Regions from separate parts of the Zea mays genome. Here region 2 is linked to region 1. Evidence: chromatin contacts called from public Hi-C data. All regions are on one chromosome and are shown on one strand. Each heading gives the region's core, a stretch centred on a gene start, on an enhancer-like site or on the middle of the called end of the contact. The rest is flanking DNA. Distances are from core to core; before and after follow the strand shown. Region 1 holds the start of LOC100275618. Region 2 holds the start of LOC103638954 (cortical cell-delineating protein-like).

Region 1 (2,700 bases), core at 69-2,568:
TATGGCATTCCACTACGATCTATTATTTTTGAGGTACTTGAGAGATTGTTTTATAATTTTTTTTTATCAAATTTTATAAAATTAGTCATTGTTGGAGTAATTTTTTCTACATAGAGTCATATGTTTTAATTTAAGACACCAGTTTTAGACATTGTTGGAGACGCTTTAATAGTATATATAACAAATCTTTAGATCTTCTAGGTATTAAGCTATCTTCAGCGGTTCTTATATTCCACCTTTTATTTTAAAATCCACTCTATAAAAAGTATTGTCTACCGTGCAACATGTTTTATGCGGCTACATAGCATAGAGATATACTGAGATGAGTAGATGACTAGGATATGAAACTCTGAAGTTTGCGGTACATAGATTGTGGATTACGCAGCAGGTACGTTCCATCTGAAATTCTGAATGGACTAGATCGAGAGGTCAGCCTTCGTTTGGAACGTGGAAAGTTCTCCAGTTTCAATGTACAATAATTTTTTTACGTGAGTACGTGTACGTGACACTTCACAGCCTTTTCTGCTATAAATAAAATAAAAAAGGACGATGGACCTGGTTCTGTCTGTGGGCCAGAAGAATTATTATATGGATCGTCCACTCTGCGAAGCATCAGGAGCTGAGGGGACAAAACACGATTGGCTTTTCAGGGCGACGCTTAAAATCTGTTCAGAGATACTATTCCGGTATTCGCCTATGCCAGCTGTTTGGTAGTAGGATCTAAAGTTTAGCCCGTGATATATTAAATATTTAAATATCTATTATAAATATTAGATGTAGTTTAATTATAAAACTAATTACACAAGTCAAGATTAAATGACGTGAGAATTTTTTTAACCCTAAGTAATTCATAATCAGTAAACATTATTATAGGTCACATGATCGAATCATGTATTAATTAAATTTAAAACTTGTTTTACCATTTAGTCCTCATCCATATAATTAGTTTTGTATTTAGATTATATTTAATACATCTAACTAGTATTTAAACATTCAATACCACTTGACTAAAAATTAATAGGGTGCACCAGCTTTTCCCTAATGTACTGCGCCTGCGTACCATGTAGTATTTGTTGCGGTGGACCGTACCATCAGCCATCACTACCAGTGTTGAAGGTACAAATCCAAAGGAACACATAAAAAGTAACTAAACTGCAGATATACCTTTTTTTGAGACGAAAAAAAATAGTTGACGACAGAGATTATGAGCTATAGTGGCTTTCGGAACGCAGATTTGATCATTTGAGCCAGATATATCCATGCACATGTTTTAATAGGAAATACCAGTAACACCCAACAACACCTACTTCCTCCTCCGGAATTGTGATTCTTGACCACAAAGTGGCAGATTTGACACATCTCGGTCCCCAACCTCACCTCGCTCCTTCCTTGCATATGCAAGCGGCAACGACAGGTTCGCAGAGCCCTAGAAAAGATTAGATCCCCATCTCCCACTGCCCATGCAGCAGTAAATCAAGGCAGGTGAAAAAAGGCATGTGAGCCGAGAGAGAAACAGGAAAGAAGACGGAAAAAAAAAGAAAGAAAGAAGCCGCTGGGGCTGTGCTGACGGCTGGCGCTACGGGCAGCCGTCTGCACCAGTATCCAGCCGCGAAAAAAATCAGAAGATCCGAGACGGAGTTCGACGAGGGGAGGCGCGACAAAGAAATATCCAACGGAAAGGTTTCCTTTTCTCCCTGTTTATTATGCGCAATAATCTCTCCTTTTATGTTTTCCTGTTTTATGTATGTATTAGAGCTTCTCCTGTTGCTTCGGTAGCTAGGAAGCGGTTGTTCTTCACGGAGACAACCAAAAGAAAAGGATAGGGAGATTTGGTTAGTTGCCAAATTAAGGTCGGTTTCGTGTTTATGCTTGTAAGCTGCTGAGGTAGGGTTAACAAACTTTGGTAAAATTGGATTGCGAGGTTCCTTTGGGTTGCGACGAACATGAATGTGATGCGATATCCTTTTTGCAGATGGAGGATCTGAATAAGTTTTATGCTTCTTTCTGGAAGCAGTCTAGCAGTTCACTTAGTAGCCTGCACTCTGTTCATGAGCATAAGCTGGTGAGGAGAATAGCTAGATTTTTTTCCTCCCATGTAAATTGCTCTATTTTTATCTTGCTAAAGTAAGGGTTTTTGGTGCCCCAGATGAACTTGGGTTCGAAGCGCAATCAAACCCAAGAAGTTTCCACCAACTACAATAAACGTAAATCGTTGTCCGGAATTGTGGAACTGAGTTCAGATGTTAGGAGTTCAATCCGGAGGAAATCTGATGCTTATCGCGAAGTGATTGACTTGGAGAAGCCATCGGTTTATGGTGATGCCGTGGAAGCTATCGGTTGCTCTGGCCTTGGCAACCTTGCCAACCAAAATGGCAAGTCTCAGGATGTTTCTCCACAGAACAACTCACTTGCAGAGTCTCTTCAGTTGTGTAGAGACTGGAAGACATCGCGCGTAAGTGTTGGTGAGTGTCTATTTAACCTTTGTGTCTTGTGCTAACATGTTTCAGAACTACTTAGATGCAAGCATGTTGCTGTTATCTTGTACGACCTATTTTATGACTATTGATTTCTCATGCATATGTGCCGATAAGTTGAGCCTTTGTTGAAAAACGGATGTAGAGCTCAATTAATGAATGCTTGATCAAGAGGATGCTATTGCCGCACTGTTTGTTCACTGTCATCAGACAGTTACATAGATAG
Region 2 (2,700 bases), core at 140-2,639, 240 kb before region 1:
AGCACGAGGGCGAGAGGATGCGGGAGAGGGAAACCTCGACAGTGACAGCTACAAATGAGAAACCCTATCACACGCTGATGCAGCCTCGGGGATGAGGAGGGTCTAGCCAGTGATGAGCACAACAAGGCTCATGAAGAACGCAGTCTTTGGGCGTATCCCATGGGCCTGGCTGAGGCCAACCTTTTGCATGAACACTGCCTGGCCCAAGAACATATTCAAGCAACCAAACATACTGGTCCATGGGATTTTTGAAACAAATGAGTTTTGCACGCTCGGACGCGCACCACCAATCACACGGATATTGAATTTCATGTACACATAAAGATCATATATACCAACTGGATCTTATCCTACACTTTCTCAATCTTTTTGTCAACTGATACCTTTTGAACTGAAGGAGAGGTCGCTGCCACCACTGTAATAGCTCAACATTTCACTCGATTTTGTAGTGTCTATTTAATTAACTCTTTAATTATATTGATATGTCCATAGACTTGTTTTAATCCGACTTTATTAAGAGGTCGAGAGGCATCTCCCCCGTCACGTGTACGCTGCATGCCACCTAGCTAGATATGCAACAAAGGAAGATTCTGACTGACTAGGAGGGCAACGAGATTTATTGATCAACGCTCGTTCTGTCTTATAGATACCTCCCGGAAAACTCCTCAGGGAGACAGAGAACACGATTGTTCTAAAACAGTAATGGTGCACATATTTTGCCCTCTTTCTCAAAACAAAAAATGTGAATGTTTCTTATTGATAATTAAGTATAAAATATAAAAATAGATAAACAGTGATGATGATCAAGTCACAATCAGAATCGCGAGATCGAATATTAAGGGGTACATTCCTTGGATGCTGGTTTTATCTCCATATTCAGCTCAATTAGTTGGGGCAAGTGAAGTCCTCCGGGCAAATCTTGCCGCAGTTGTTGAGGATGAGGTTGAGGCTAAGGGGCATATTGAGGTGGATGCCGAGGACGTTGGCCTTGATGGCGGTGCAGAGGCACAGTGCGACATCGAGGTCCACCAGCCCCTCCAGCAGTGGGCAGCATTGCTCGTGCTGGGGCAGGCCGACCTTGACGAGGCCTAGCACGTTGGCGCACACCTTGAGTTTGAGCGCGTCGATCGGGCAGCGGCCGTGGCTGTGCGACGACGGCGTCGGCACGACTGGCGGCGTTGGGACGACTGGGCCGGGACAGTAGGGTTCGCAGCCATTCGCGGCGGCAGCGAAGAGAAGGCCGAGGGCAAGGAAGAGCGCAACCTTGGGAGCCATTGGTGGTGACTGGTGATGGACTGTTACTAGCACGGTGTGAGCAGCTAGCAGTGAGTGCAGGAAGTGGTGCTTCAGTGCTGCGCTGCGTGCTCTTTGGGATGGTTTTCACAGGGTGTTTGGCTTGGTTTTTATAGCTGATGGATGGTGTGGAGGGAGATGCTTTCGTGCTTGGCGGCATTCGCACATGAATGCTCCAATGCATGTGTGTGTGTGATTCGATCGATCTGGTCATTGCATGGTTGTATCTGAACGCGCCAGTTATTAGCGGGAGATATGCCAATTGTTCCCCATGTGGAAATACAGAATCAAGTTGAGCAATCATGCTGAATTCACGTAACAAGAGCTATAGCTATAGCCCGTGATGGGTCAGGACTCCTGCCATGCATCTCGTGAGTTGCCAACTTATATATATTTACTACTTGACACGTTTTACTTAATTGCCTTACCGGTGTACATCATAAAGGGATATAAAAGGATCTATCACACTGATTATAACTTTACGAGGTAGAAAAAATCATATCGTAGACACTGAATTTTGGTAAATCTCAGGTTTACTTTTAATTTAGAGGTATGCGCTGTTGACCTGTAAATAGGTTAAGACGCTCTTCTTTCACATGTTTCGGTGTTCACTGAATGAATGTATGATCAACTTAAGCACCACTACTAGCTAGTAGCTAGCACACAATTGATTTTCGCTGGCACTTACGATTTTTAAATGGCAGTTTATAATATACATGCACTAGTAGAAATGAAAACTACGAGCCCATGGCTACTATAAACCATCAGTGCATGCAGATGTATCTTTACTAGCAGTTTTCTTAAGTCTATGGTGGTCAATAAAAAATCATGTATTTACTGACCTTTCATATAGACGATTGAACAAAACGCTACCCGCTTTCCGTTCTTGTTGATTCTGGTTGATTACTTCGTATTCACTGAATAAAAATCATGCAGATGTGTGTCGTGTGATTCTGGTTGATTATTTCGTTATTTTGCCTGCCGGTTGTGCTAGCAAGAACACCGATGTTCGTGCATGATCGGATCTGATGGAAGTTCTCCGCTAATTAATATACATTTAGTTGCGAAATGATGAAGAAGTGTGACTCTGAAATCATCAACCGATCGAGTCGGCTTGAAGTCGCATGTATGGGCAGTCCCACACTACTCCAGCTGGGTTGCATGTGACGATGTGTTCTCATACTATCACCCGTGACGCCTAGTCGTTGATCGCGAAGCAACCTTGCGTGGTTCGTGCCTGATATTTTGCAGTTCGCTGCCTGTGTGTGTGTTTGCTAGCGAACGCCGCAGAGCTAGCTCGGAGCGAACGCTACACCAAACCAACAGAAATTTCCTTGTATTTTTTTAGTGCCAGAAATCCAAACTGCCAAAGGATTAGTCAATTTTCGCTTGCTCTCTATATCTAGC

What was found. Hi-C and Micro-C count contacts between places; a contact is called where the count stands out from the background.
Region 2: a Hi-C map of leaf mesophyll shows a contact between it and region 1, with 2.2 times the contacts expected there. The contact joins the promoter of LOC103638954 here to the promoter of LOC100275618 in region 1. A contact is called at or near these places in 2 of 25 Hi-C or Micro-C datasets (ear and leaf mesophyll).

The regions. Positions count from the first base shown.
Region 1 is chr9:122,222,129-122,224,828 of Zm-B73-REFERENCE-NAM-5.0, reverse strand. LOC100275618 reads left to right here and starts at 1,318. Exons shown (of 4, transcript NM_001149666.2): 1 at 1,318-1,680; 2 at 1,973-2,062; 3 at 2,147-2,462. The coding sequence starts at 1,973.
Region 2 is chr9:122,462,581-122,465,280 of Zm-B73-REFERENCE-NAM-5.0, reverse strand. It overlaps LOC103638954 (cortical cell-delineating protein-like), which reads right to left and starts at 1,389. Exons shown (of 1, transcript XM_008661740.2): 1 at 620-1,389. The coding sequence starts at 1,275. The coding sequence ends at 886.